3 separate regions of the Mus musculus genome follow, and all the other regions are linked to region 1. Evidence: chromatin contacts called from public Hi-C and Micro-C data. All regions are on one chromosome and are shown on one strand. Each heading gives the region's core, a stretch centred on a gene start, on an enhancer-like site or on the middle of the called end of the contact. The rest is flanking DNA. Distances are from core to core; before and after follow the strand shown.

What was found. Hi-C and Micro-C count contacts between places; a contact is called where the count stands out from the background.
Region 2: a contact with region 1 is called in a Hi-C map of embryonic stem cells, with 2.3 times the contacts expected there. The contact joins the promoter of Srarp here to the promoter of Tmem51os1 in region 1. A contact is called at or near these places in 1 of 39 promoter capture datasets (stem cell-derived epiblast-like cells), 1 of 484 Hi-C or Micro-C datasets (embryonic stem cells) and 4 of 115 datasets of contacts at active chromatin or transcription factors (embryonic stem cells and pancreatic cancer cells).
Region 3: a contact with region 1 is called in a Micro-C map of embryonic stem cells, with 2.3 times the contacts expected there. The contact joins the promoter of B330016D10Rik here to the promoter of Tmem51os1 in region 1. A contact is called at or near these places in 4 of 484 Hi-C or Micro-C datasets (all in embryonic stem cells) and 5 of 115 datasets of contacts at active chromatin or transcription factors (embryonic stem cells and pancreatic cancer cells).

What each region holds. Positions count from the first base shown.
Region 1 is chr4:142,081,407-142,086,145 of GRCm38.p6, forward strand. Tmem51os1 (Tmem51 opposite strand 1) reads left to right here and starts at 2,892. Exons shown (of 5, transcript NR_027137.1): 1 at 2,892-3,568; 2 at 4,275-4,407. It overlaps Tmem51 (transmembrane protein 51), which reads right to left and starts at 2,898. Exons shown (of 3, transcript NM_145402.3): 1 at 2,656-2,898.
Region 2 is chr4:141,433,335-141,438,073 of GRCm38.p6, forward strand. Srarp (steroid receptor associated and regulated protein) reads right to left here and starts at 2,771. Exons shown (of 2, transcript NM_001033374.3): 1 at 2,652-2,771; 2 at 1-122. The coding sequence starts at 2,715.
Region 3 is chr4:141,544,330-141,549,068 of GRCm38.p6, forward strand. B330016D10Rik (RIKEN cDNA B330016D10 gene) reads left to right here and starts at 1,833. Exons shown (of 1, transcript NR_030695.1): 1 at 1,833-3,984.

The sequences.
Region 1 (4,739 bases), core at 1,642-4,141:
AGAAGGGAGATGCGCACCTATCTGCTGCAGGTCTCTGGTCTTTCTGAGTTACATGAGCGGGTCCCATGGATGTGGTGTACGGACAGCTAGACGCTCCCCTCCACCTGCCACACTCCAGGATCCTCCTGTTGCCTCCAGGCAATGAGAGACTTCACACACACACACACACACACACACACACACACACACACACACACACACACACACACACACACGGAGGGTGTTTCCGAGGCTGCTAAGTGCAGGATGTATCCCTGAGTGCCAGGGCATTGACCATAAAAGTGAAAGGAAGCAGCCAGCCAGATGCAGATTCCTCACGCCCCGTGGAGAGACGGAAGCTCCTGGAACTTTCCCAGGGCCGCTGACTCCCTAGAATCCGCCCTGGGATCTCTTTTTGATCTGCAACTGCAACAAGAGACGGGAGAGGTTCCCTGCCAGCCTCACTCAGAACAGGGAAGGGCAAAAATGCAGAAGTATGCTGGTGTACATCAGGGGCCCCACCCCAAAAAACCCGAAAGGCCACACTGCTCCTGGAGGACATCAGCAGGAGTGGCCTCTTCTGTTCTCACTGTGGCCAGAGAAGGCCCGGAACCTGTGACGTCAGGAACCCAAGCAACCGCTGGAGGGTCCGGGGCTCTGACAATATCCTGGGAACTCATGGGCTCTCTGGTAGGAAAGAGAGCAGCCATTTGGGCCTCCTACAGAGTCCAGGGATCATGCCCTCGATCATCAGTCACATGTGAAGGTCACAAGTTGATCCTTGCCTCCTGTATGGTCTCCTACACAGTGCCCCTCAGTGTCTCTACTGTCCAGAGCCAGATTTCCTGCTCCTGGCTGTCTTTTTGAATAAAAGTTTAAGACTGTCTCATTGCTGTTGTTGTGACTTGTACAGTGCCAGGGATGGAACCCAGGGCCTTGCATCACAAGCAAGTACTCTACTCCTGAGACCACTGCCCCAACCCTCACACCAGAATTATCTGAATGGTAAGGTCAGACGACTCCCTGCCCTAAAACCTAGAATAGGATGTGTGTCTACAATGTCCACTGTCGGCAGCTCCTGGTTTACACAAAATGCTTGGTCTACCTCTGCTCACCTCTGTGGGATGGTCCCATTCCACCCCCGTCCCCGCAGCTCCCTCACCCTACTGCCTATCCAGTCCATCTCATCGTAAACCCCCAGACCTTTAACTTTCCCCTCAACCTGCTCACAAACCCATGCACACTACTCAAATGGTACCCCAGCCAGCACATCCGCACACCTATAGACCTCCATATTATTGTTCCTGTCATCTCGTCTGCTCTGACATCTTTCTCTCCTGTCCTCCAGGGATACCAACGTCCTGATGACTACACCAGTACCCACTTTCGTCTCTCTCTAAGCCCCCCTAATACAGTAATTACAGAGTGTGTGCCACCAAAGCCTTATTGCAGTCCAGGAGGTCGGCACTCCAGACTTGGAGGAGGAGACAGGCTCAGAGGGGGTGAGGTGACTTGGCTCACCATCATCACACAGCCCTTGTCATATCTACCGCTGACTTCCTTGATTTCCCAATTAGACAGGGCTGGCTTTGGGTGATGCCCAATGACCAACAGAATGGCCACCAGTCTCTTTTTCTCTGCTCACCCTTTTCTTTCTGTCTGGGTTGGGGGAACCTTTGATCTGGTTCTGAGGGAGATATTTGGAAAGGAGTAACTCCCCCCAAGGACCTTTGAATGACAGGTCTCAGTGGGAAAGCTCTTGACCCTTCTCTTAAGAAGCCAACCTTCAAGTTTGCTTTCAAAACAAAAGCTAGAGGAACTAGAGGAAGCCCTGAAGTGGACAGGTGGGGATCCCTACCCCCCCCCCCCAAGCCTGCTTAACTCGCCTAGGTCCTGCCCCTTCACTCCACTCCTGACTTCATCTCTAAGTTTCCATATTGGCCAAGGACCTGGCTCAGGGTCACATATATCATCAGAGGAGAAACCCACCACCTTGCAGGGTCCCCCACTGACAGGTCTCCTGCTCCTACCTTGTGCGTGAGAAAAAAATTCTCAAAGTGGCCAAATCAAACTTGGCGTTCCCTCCTCAAATGCACCCACAACATTCATATCAATTACAAGCAAACTTACTATGTCGTCGGTATTTTGTTCTCCCCTGCACCCTGTAACTTAATTTACAGTCATTGGTCTGCGAATACTTAGCCTCAGCCTAGGGCTCCTCGGGCTCCTATAGTCACTCCTATTTTACAGGCGAAGAAACTAAGGACCCTGGAGGACCGCTGGCTCTCCACCCCTCGATTGCTTCTTAATCCGGTAACAGTCAGAAGGAAGTAAGAATACACAATGTCCACCCCTACATTACTAGGACAGAGGCTCCCACGGCCGGCTCAGTGCCCTATCCAAGTTCTTTCCTCTCAAAAGTGCCCAGGTGCTCTGTCCAGGCACAAGCGGATGGAACCTGTCCCCGCCAACAGGGGGCCCTCGAGGCCAAAGCCAGAGCGACGCGGGGAGGCGGGAGAACTCCACATCAGCCGGGTGCGGCTACAGAGGGTGCGGGGGGGGGGGGGGGGCGGAGTGGAGTCCCCTGAGGAACATGTCCGACATGATGCTCCCGGACGCACGGATACCCAACCCGGGCCCTACCGTGCTCTTTTCGGCGCGAGGACGCAGACTCACCCCGAAGGCAAAGGGCCACGCTTGGTCTCTGTCCGCAGGCCCGGGGCTGGGGGTTTCGCGACACCCCCACCCCAGGCAATCGCGGGCCGCGGAGCCGGAGCCGGGGAGCACAGCGTGGAGAGGGCGCGCAGCCCGGGGACCTCTGTGGCGATCAGCCAGCGCGGCCCAAAGCAGCGAGAGCAGGAGGGAGGGACCGAGGGCGCCCGCAGGAGGCACCGCCCACCTGCCCACCCTGCGCCCTACGCCACCAGGCGGGGACCCGGACCCTGGGGCGGAGCAGGCTGGAGGGCCTGGCCCTGCAACGCAGTGCAGGGTCCCGGACCTCCTACTCTGAGGCTGGGGAATGGCTGTCTACTGGGGCACTTGAGGGATAATGGGAGCTGGGAGTCCCTGTTCGGCGACCTCACCTGGCTGTAAACTCACCTTCTTGTGCGCGCAGGCCGCCGCTCCTGCGGCTCCAGGCAGCCAAGCCCAATGATGGGCGGAGGAGGGAAGGAGGAAGGAAGGGAAGTTTTCCCAGCCTCTCAGCTCACGCTTTCGGTCAGCTTCCCACTCTCTGGTGTCCCGGACGCCCTCCGGATCGCCACTTCGAGCCCTAGTCTAGCTCGGGAGTGTTCCCGTAAGGGGCGCGTTCCCAGCTTGGCAGAAAACTTTCCAGCGAATCACAGGCTGGCTTCTCCCTCCGCCTGGAGCCGGGGAGGGTGATCTGAACTGAGTGGCGCCTCACCTGGCTGGAAGTTTGCCTGGGAACCCCACGACTCCAGGCACAGATCTATGTGCCCTGCCAGCTCTGAATCTCGACCTGGGTGGCTTCGTGGGTGCGCAGCCAGCTCTTTGAAGTTCAAGGCTTGAGAAGTCCCTGGGCAGCCGGGTGTCAGAGGATTCGGCTGGGGTTAAAAGGCGCCTCCTACTGGTGTGTGTGTGTGTGTGTGTGTGTGTGTGTGTGTGTGAGAGAGAGAGAGAGAGAGAGAGAGAGAGAGAGAGAGAGAGAGAGAGATTGAAAGTCCGCTTTCTGGATAAACCGCACAGCTTGGCTGCAGCCAAGTTCACTTGGAATTCCTGGGTACATACTTCCCGAGCTGTATACTTCCGGAGTCCAATCACACTCTATACACTGCTACTTCTTATTTGCACTGATAGAAAGGGATTAATTGGGAAATGGCTTGTGATTTGGGAAGTGAAAAGGGCATTTTTGGAAACAGGTTCGGAGCGCAAGAGTAACTGCTAACATTTCACGTCCTTACTCTGAACCCGGCCTGGGTGACCCCACCCCCGCCCCGCCCCGCCTCGCCTCCTGAACATTCTCCCTCAACCTCTCCACCCGGCACAGCCCGGGCCTATAGTTTGCATTTCACCCTGACAGACTCGAGGCAGGTCATTCAGAGAGTCCCAGAGGTGGAAGCAAGGAATACTGGTACTTTTCCATGCCGGGATTCAGCTCTAGACCTGCCCCTACACCGCATCTAATCTAGCTGGGCAGGTCTGTCTCTTCCAAGCGGGGAGAGACCAAGGACTTAACAGCCAAAGCTGAGCTGAGAGGAAAACTAAAAGAGTCGCATCGCACACTGTCCAACCTTCTGCCTTAATGTGTTTCTTTTTTCTTACCTCTTCCCACCCAGGAGCTGCCTGCCTCCTTATCCCACCACGCTGCTACCTCACCAGGACCGGAGGCATGTGTCCTTAGGGGAAACGATCCAAAGATGCGAATCTCAAACAGTGACTTCTATTACCTATTGTGCTGTCTAGTTTTATGTGAGCTTGACACAAGTTATAGTTATATTTGTTGAGGGATTCTCAACTGAGAAAATGCCTCCATAAGATCAGGCTGTGGGCAAGTCTGTGGGGCATTTTCTTAATTAGTGATTAGTAGGGTGTGTGTGTGTGTGTGTGTGTGTGTGTGTGTGTGTGTGTGTGTGTGTGTGCAGTCCATTGTGGGGACCTCTGGGTCCTGAGTGCTGTAGAAACCAGTCAGAACAATCATGAGGAACAAGCCAGTAAGCAGCATCCCTCCATGGCCTCCGCATCAGCTCCTGCCTCCAGGTTCCTGCCCTGCTTGAGTTCCTGCCTGATTTCCTTCAATGATG
Region 2 (4,739 bases), core at 1,521-4,020, 650 kb before region 1:
TCTTGATGCGTGGGGTGGCGCCGTGGATGCTGCCAGGGAGACTTGTTTCCCAGTTGCACAGTCAATAAGGAAAGTGACGTGAGCTGTGGGCATGGCCTTGGGTGCGCAGGACGGCTGCGTACCTGAAAGGAATGGGCCGGAAGCTTGGGTTAGCACAGCCAACCACGTGTGTGTGTGTGTAGGCACACATATGCCGTGGTCTGCATGTGGACGGCAGAGGACAACTCATGGAGTCTGTTTTCCTTCCTCTCTGTGGGTCTAGGGGATTGAACTCTGGTCCTTAGCCTTTGCCCACTGGTTAACTCCAAGTTTAAACCTTGTGCTCTCCCTTTCTCTCCCACTCCCAGGGACCTCCCACCTAGCCCATGGGTGTGTTTCAGCTTCATCTAGCTTGTGAACTGCCCAGGGAGTATCCTTACACTATAGTGCAGGGCCAGGGGGTAGGGAGATGGCTCAGTTGGTCCTTTCAGCGCGAGCATGAATCTAGATCCACAGCACCGCCAGGACCGGTTTTGGCATAAGTGGTTCTACAGTCCCAGTCCCAGTGCTGAGGTCGGGGTGGTCACAGGCAGACTCCCGGAACTTGATGGCTGGCTTAGTCAAGTCAGCCAGCTCCAGGTTCAGTGGGAGACCCTGTCTCAAAATGTATTGTGGAGCCTGGCGGTAGTGGCACACGCCTTTGCCGGTAAGGCTCTGTGAGTTCGAGGCCAGCCTAATCTATGAGTTCCAAGACAGCCAGGGCTACACAGAGAAACCCTGTCTTGGAATCCAGTCTTGGAGAGGAAAAAACAAAAACAAAAAGGTATGATGGAGAGGGGGTGGAGAGATGGAGCACAGGGTTCAGTTCCCAGCACCCACGTGGTGGCTTATAACCATCTATAACATCGGTTCCAGGGAATACATAGACACCAGGAACATACATGGTGCACATATATAGATGTAGGTAGAATAGTTCTATATGAAATAAAATGAATAAAGCTAAATTTGTTTGTTTGGTTTTCTTTTTTTTTGTTTTTTTTTTTTGTTTTTTTTTGTTTTTTGTTTTTTTTACAAGACAGGGTTTCTCTGTGTAGCCCTGGCTGTCCTGGAACTCACTCTGTAGACCAGGCTGGCCTCAAACTCAGAGATCCGCCTGCCTCTGCCTCCCAAGTGCTGGGATCAAAGGCATGCGCCAGCATGCCTAGTTGCTAAATTTTTTTTAATTAAAAAAACTAAAGTAGTGCTAGGCAGTGGTAGCGCATGCCTTTAATACTAGCACTCAGGAGGTAGAGGCAGGCCCATCTCTGAGTTCAAGGTCAGCCTGGTCTACAGAGCAAGATCTAGGACAGCCAGGGCTACACAGAGAACCCCTGTCTCAAAGAGAAAAAAAAAAGTAGAAATGACAGAGTTAGATTCTATGCTAGTCCATAAATCGTGCATGCACACTCATGTGTACACACACACAATTGGTCTAGTCTGGGACCTGATGTTCTATTGTGCAGGCTTGTGGGCCATACTGGAAATAACAAGGTCTAGATCCAAGAGGGAAGCTGGGGGAACTTTGAGGAGGAAAACGAGGTTCAGCTAGCATGGGTGCTGGTGGCCTTTAAGGAGCCCCACAGAATCCTCACCACCCCCTACAATAAATAAACTGATATCCTAAGGTAGTCTGCCTGGGTTTCTGTTTTAAGTGCTCTACCATGCTGCCCCCAGCTCTGAGCTCAGCACAGGGTAGAAGCAGGAATAAATGAAATAAAGTGGATTTATTCGTAAGGAAACACTCAGAGCAGCACTGTCTACCTCTGAAGCCTGGGGGGTTTGTTTCTATAGTTCTCATTTGCTGTGGAGACAGGCTGTCTTAGAGCACACTCCATAAACCAGACAGACAGACAGACAGACAGACAGACTGACTGACTGACTGACTGACCTTGAACTTCCCAAGATCCTCTTGCTTCTTCCTTCCCAGTTCTAGAGTTACAAATGGGAGTCATCTGGGGCTGGGAGAGATGGCTCAGTGGTTAAGAGCACGGACTGCTCTTCCAAAGGTCCTGAGTTCAATTCCCAGCAACCACATGGTGGCTCACAGCCATCCATAATGAGATCTGACGCCCTCTTCTGGTGTGTCCGAAGACAGTTACAGTGTACTTAATTATAATAATAAATAAATCTTTGGGCCAGAGCGAGCTGGGTTGACCAGAACAAGCAGAGGTCCTAAAAATTCAATTCCCAACAACCACATGAAGGCTCACAATCAGCTACAGTGCACTCATATACATAAAATAAAATGAATCAAATCTTTAAAGTGGAACTTGCTGAGTAGATTCTCAGTAAGGCTGAAATGTTGGAGGCATGTAGCATGTATGTCTCACTTCATAGACAAACAAACAAACAAAAAACACACTCCCCAACACACACACACACACACATGCTAAATTAATTTCAACAACAACAAAAAGTAACTCTACTTATGCAAATAATATCCCAGATCTCTTCCCTACCTGGTCTTAATTTTTCCCCAGCTCAGAGGACTCTATGCTCTGGTTTGCTGGTTAATACACAGCCTATGTGAAGCCCCCTGCAGCAGCCATAACCCCAGCCACCAGCCACCTGCCTGCTTGCTGCCCCTCAGCTGGTCTTTTCCTCATCGTGGAGATGCCGCTGCCCCATCTTACCAGAGCTCATCTCCACACTAGAATCCCTAAGGCTGGTTCTCCTGGGGTCCTTTGAGAAAGCCATGCGCTCCAGTGCTTGTCTGAAAATGTCTTTGGACACAGCTTCCAGAATGTTGAAGAGCCTTCCTACCCTGGAGCCCAACCCTTAGTAGTCATTAGGACCCTGGGGGACTTGTGGCCCTTGAGGAATCCTTTGATCTGAAAGGTTACTATAACAACAGGTTGTTGGCTGTAGGGTGAGGCTTCCTATCAAGCAGATGCTATCTTTTCCCAGTGCAGCTCCTTCCTGGAGCTCTTTGGAAGCTCTCAGCCAGGCCTCAATCCCCCCAGTTCCAGTCATTACATGGCTGATTTGGCTTTTATTTATTCACTTTTTTTGTTGTTGTTGCTGTTTTTCAAGACAGGGTTTCTCTGTATAGCCCTGGCTATCCTGGAATTCACTTTGTAGACCAGGCTGGCCTCGAACTCAGAAATCCGCTTGCCTCTGCCTGCTCCCAAGTGCTGGGATTAAAGGCCTGTGCCACCAATGCCCGGCTTATTCACTTTTATTTTATTTTATCTTTCTGAGGGGGGAGGATCTTGATAAGAAAACAGCTAGAGTTCTGGAACTTCTGATACTCTTGCCTCAACCTCCTAGTGATGAAATGACAGACATGGGCCACCATGTCTGGCTGTGTCACAGTATGTCAACACAAAAGCCACAGCTCTCTCTCTCCTTAATAGGAATAAAAGTTTATTCGGGAGCCACTGTGAGCGATCACGGCCTGGGAGCGTGGATTTGGGTTACCCTAAATTCCATGTTTCAGTGCGGAAGCAATTTCACAAAGTTTCGGGAGTTTTACAGAACAGAGAAAGTTATGAATCAAAGCAAGTTTAAAATATATCGGTGGTGGGGCTGGAGAGATGACTTGGCAGTTAAGGGCACTGGCTGCTCTTCCAGAGGGGTCCTGAGTTCGATTCCCAGCAACCACGTGGTGGCTCACAGCCATCTATAACGTGATCTGATGCCCTCTTCTGTTGTACACGCAGATAGAGAACTCCTATACACAAAATAATAAATAAATACATCTAAAAAATAAAATACATCGGTGGGTACATTACCAGAGAAATGGGGAAACTTTTCTATAGACTTAATATGCTATCTGTCAGTTTAGCTTCTGGATTGGTGGACACCAGTTGTCTGCTAAATCTATAAACTCTAAAAGGTTTTTGTCTGTTGTCATAATCTGTTCGTTCTGACACAGGTTGAAGGCTGCTCCAGAGGGCTGGAATTTGGCCCAACGATAGGGGAATTAACCTCTGGATGGGCAACACTCCAGCCTTTCCACTGTGTTGATATTCTTCTTTTTTTTTTTTTGTTTTTTGTTTTTCAAGACAGGGCTTCTCTGTGTATCCCTGGCTGTCCCAGAACTCACTCTGTAGACCAGGCTGGCCTCAAACTCAGAAATCCGCCTGCCTCTGCCTCCCCAGTGCTGGGATTAAAGCCCAGCTCTCTCTCTCTCTCTCTCTCTCTCTATATATATATATATATATATATATATATGATGAGTACACTGTATCTGTCAGACACACCAGAAGAAGTCATCAGATCCCATTACAGATGGTTGTGAGCCATCATGTGGTTGCTGGGAATTGAACTCAGGACCTCTCGAAGAACAGTCAATTCTCTTAACCACTGAGCTATCTCTCCAGCCCTGATTTTTTTTTTTTTTTTTAATGGTTGTGAGCCATCATGTGCTTTCTGGGAATTTGAATTCCAGACCTCTGCTCACTCCCGGGTCTACCCACCTTGCTCCAGATGGCCCAGTGTTGAGATTCTAATCCACCGATTTCTGCATATAGTGTCCTTTCAGGAGTTACCATTCATGGTTTCGATTACAGATGGTTATAAGCCGCCAGGTGTTTGCTGGGAATTGAATACAGGATCTCTGGAAGGGCAGCAAGCGCTCTTAACCGCTGAGCCATCTCTCCAGCCCTGTTATTACAAGATGTAGCAGTCAGTTTCAATGAGGTGATTTTATTTTATTTTATTTTATTTTATTATTCTTTTTTTTTCCGGTTCTTTGAGACAGGTTTCTCTGCAGCCCT
Region 3 (4,739 bases), core at 583-3,082, 540 kb before region 1:
GATGAATTTCAAAATACTTTAAAAAAACACACACCCATCCAGTGAGAGTTATCTCTTACAATTTCACTGACAAAACGCCCTAAATAGGGGCTCGATGAATCTCAGTGGTTAGGGGCACCGACTGCCCTTCCTGAAGATGCAGGTTCAAATCCCAGCTCCCACATGGCAGCTCACAACTGTCTCTAAATTCAACATCTGTCCGTCTCACAAAAACATACATGCAGGCAAAACACCAATGCTCAGAAAGGTAAATAAAAAAAAAAACGCCCTAAATCTGGTGTTTTCCCCACCTCTACACATCTGAATTTTAACACAGAGCCCTTCTTTTTCTTTCTTTCTTTTCTTTGTTGTTGTTGTTCTTCGTCCTAAAAACCTTGCACTGAAAGGACATTTCCCCTTAAGATCAGTTTGGTACTTGCAACACCTGGAGGAGGGACCAGCCTAGCTCAGCCAGCCAGAGCTACATTGTGAGCAGCTAACTTAAAAAACAAAACAAAACAAAAATGGTAAAGGATATTTCTAAAAATCCTAGTTATTCAACAATGTAATCCCCCCAAAATTTTTTTTAATGTTTTAGGACACTTTAAAAAAACCAACTCAGTATTTGCTTTATTTTCCTACTGGTGGAAAAATGATTTGAAAGACCCTATTAAATATAATTTCTGTTCAGAGAAACGTGCGGCAGGGATTCTCCAAATTTACAGACTGTATGACTCAGTGTTCATTTGCAACCCGTGTATTACAGCTTTGCTAGAATTCTACCTCTAGCCTGGCTTTCCACACTAATGGTTCCGGGAGGAACCGGTCACCAGCTCATGGTTCCCACCGGGAAGGCGGATCCGGCTCCGCCCAGAGCCCGGGCGGGTGACCTCACAGAGGTCAAGGGCGCTCACACACCTGCAGGCCGCTCCGCCACCCCCACGCCACCCCACGCCGGGGAGCAGCAGGGCCAAGGGCAGCCTGGGGTCTCCCCGACGTGGGGCTGTCACAACCAGCGTGCTTTCTTCACGGAGACTCCTGGCTCACACTCCGCCCCACACTAATAACCCGAGAGGCAATTTCTCTGGCTGCCCTTCAAACTCTGGGTTCACATAGGTGGGCTCCATGACAAGTGGGGTTTTGGGTTTCTTAGTTTCCCCGCCCCCCACCCCCAGGAACCCACAGCCCTGACAGTCCTTTCCACTACACTTCTTGGGAAGTGCGATCGCGGTCACTGTGGTCACCGCGGCGCAAGCCCACGGCGAAGGGAACCCGAGCGGCCCGGCGAGCTCCGTCTGCACACGCGGCCCGCCAGCAAGGGCACCTTCGCCTCCGCTTTCCAGGCGAGAACAATGCGGCAGCCCAACACCCGGGGCCTGCAGGGTCTCCAGGTCCATCGGGAAACTCTCAAACGTGGATCGGGAGAGGGTGGGCAAGACGACCCCACTGCCTCGGCTTTGTCCGGCCTGCCTCCAAGCCGGAGGGACCCGTTTTCGAGACTGGGGGGGGGGGGAGGGGGGGTTGAGAAAGGAGGACAGGACAAGAAGGTCCTCAGATCCACTTCTCATCACACAGGCAACGCGGAAAAAAAAAAAAATGCACGGCGCCGAACTGCGCACGCGCGCGGCAAGGCCACCCATTTCTCTCCCTCCTCCCAGCCCCTCCAAGGAACGCGAGGTCGCCCGAGTGCGCTTGCGCTCGCCGCGGAGGGAAACGTTGGAGGGGGAGGCAACCTTTCCATTGTGAGAGAGCACCGCCCCCGCGGACCCGCGCGCGCCCGCGCCACTCTCACAGTCTCCCGGGCGCGCGCCTGGGCCGCGGCCCGCCGCCGCCAGGCGCATGCGCGGGGTGGGATGACAGTGAAGGGTGGAGAAGGCCGCGGAGCTCGCCGCCGCTGCTGGCCGAGCTACCCTGAGAAGTTTCTGGAAAGAGGGCTACAAAGGGAACCTGAGGGGATGAATGGAAAGCGAGCCATTTTCTGAGAGAAGACAGCGAAAAGTCCCAACAAAAAGTACACGGCCTTAGCCGAGCCCACGACCGACGACACACTCCCATCCAAGGAGGAAGCGTGGGGACAAGGGAGCGGACTGGGAGACGCGGAATGGCGGGGACATTGAAAAGATGGAGGCGCAGCCGCCGGGGCTTGGGAGTGGCAGGGAGGCGCTAGGTCAGGGGTCCCCGAACCCCGTCCTCCTTAGCTCCGCTCCCGTGTGCGCTCTGACCTGCCCGTCTACACTCGGGGGGCCCCCGGGGTTCACGGGGATGTGACGCGCACACGCGCGCGAGCTCATGGACAGCGTGGGAAGGAACCCCGGCCGCGCGCGGGGACAGCGTCCCCACGCCACGGCCCGCCCGGCTGCCATTTTGTAGCGCGGCCGCCATTTTGCGCGGCCCGGGGGCGGGGGAGGGGCTCGGGGCGCGGCCCCGCGGCTCGCGATGGGCGTGGCCGGCGGCGGGCGCGGCCCCGGCCCCCTTTGTTCTCCGCCTGGGGGTCGCGAGGCCCCTCGGGCTCTGCAGCCGCCGCCGGCGCCGCAGCAGCAGCAGCGTGTGAACCGGGAGAGGCAGCCCCAGGGCGTGCGGGATCCGGGAGCCCATCGGAAGCGGGGTGTGTCCCCCCGTGCGAGGGATGACATCCTGCGTGGGGAAACTTAAATCGCCGCCGTGGGAAGCGGCTTACGGGCGAACCGGGCTCGGCATCCTCCACCTCTGCAAACAAAGTCAAGTTCGGTCCCGAAAGCAACAAAGGTGCCGAAACTCCGCGGAACCTAGCACCAGGAGGCGGGGCTCGTGCAGCCCACGAGGTGGAGGAGCGCTGAGAGCTCGGCTTCCATTGGCTGGCCCTCGGAGCACAAGGCTTTCAGGGCCCATTCTCCCTGACCCAGAAGCCTGAACAATAAATATGCTGTGATGGCTTTCTTCTGTCGATTTAACTTCCACTTATTTTCAAAAAGCTATGAGTTTATTAAAAATAAATAATAAAATACGTGCCTGACATCCATCGCCCTTTCACTTTCCGAAAAAGCAAATGTCTTCTTGAGGAATATTTAAAAATGCGAATCTTAGTTGTGTGTAATGCTGAAAATTCTGGCACTATTTCGCAAACCCAGAAAACTTGAAAAACGCTGCTAAATTTGACTTCCAGCTTTTGTGCAGTTTTCTTCCCCCTAATGGTTGACGTGGTTTTTCTTCACAAAAGCCTGGTATCATAAAGGAACCAGCCCGTCCTGACTCATCTATTTGTGTCTTGGCTACAGTAAACCTCTTTTTTTGTCTTCTCACTATGTGTAATTATGGCGACTGCTTATGTTTTCTGTAATAGTGGGGTAAAGCTTATGATGACAGACTGAAAAGGTCAAAACATGTTGAAGGAACCAATCGGGATTTTGATGACTGCCAGATGAGAGAAATTTAGCAGAAGCGTTTCGATTTCAAATTTCATGAATAGGTGGGCTTGGTAGTTATAAAACTGTATACTGTGTCTTTAAGATTACATAAATAGTCTGAAACCTTTAGTAGTGATTACTTAAAATATGTTGTGTTCACCATGTTTTCTTGTCTTGTAACCAAGTAAAACAATTCAAATCATTATTTGGTTAGTTGGTTTTCGAGACAGGGTTTCTCTATGTCGCAGCCCCAGGACATCAGTGAAATCTTATCCTGGGACGTTAGAATAATATGGCATATATGGTGTATTGACACTCCGAGAATGATTTCCCAGCACTTCATTGCACAGACAAGGAGAGTCTGATTGAATTTTAAATTCTATTTCCTTTAGAATTTTTCACTGTTTTTGAGAAAGACTCAAGAAGCTCAAGCGGGTCTTGAACTCAGCTTTGTAGTTGAGGATAAATTTGAACTAAAGATCCTCCGGTCTCTGTTTTTTATTGTGCCCAATGTTTTGTTGTTTTTGTTCTGTGGGTTTTTAAATTTATGTGTATATGTCCTTTCGGGTCAGAAAGGGTGTGGGTCTTGTGGAGCTGGAGTTATAGGCAGTTTGGAACCGCGGTCTTGAGCAAGGATAGAAAGAGTCCTAACCACGGAGCCATCTCCACATCTGCCATACCCCAGTTTTTAAGACAGTACTTCTGAGCAGAAATGCTGTCCTTTAGCTCATGCCTTTGGATTTTTATTTCCTTTTTTGCATGTGGTGAAATTGTGTGTGCTTTGGAACATTAGAAACACTAATGTTTCTCATTATTCTAGGAAAAGACAACTTTTCATGCCAAATCAGGCAGAGGAGGGAATTTAAAATTCTAACAATAATAACCTTTCCCTGGTCAAATTAAATGAGCTTTTTTTTTTTTGAGATTTTAGGAATATAGGAATATGGGAAGTCCTTCAAATATTGTTGGCTGCGGTTAGTGCTCCTACATGCTGTAGTAGGTTTTTCCCCTTTGAGGCAAAACATTAAGTTAGTTGTAAAATGCCTCTCTGCCCTTCAGAAGTACTGAAGTTAAGGAATAAATATTTAATAGCCAGCAGTCTAATAGAAAAAGTCTTCTAGGGTTGTCCTCCTGTCTGAGTGCAAATCGGCCATCCCTAGAGGGAAAGCGCATAGCTTCAATAGACTACTAGATTTGTTATTCTAAACAGCAGGCACAGCGTGGTCTGCATGGATGTCTGCGCACCACCTTCGTGCCTAGTGCCCACGGAGGACAGAAGATTGGAATCAGATCCCCTGGAACTAGAAGTTAGAAGGTTGTCAGCCTCCTGACAGTAGTAGGTGCTAGCAACCAAGCACCTTTTCCTCTGGAAAAGTG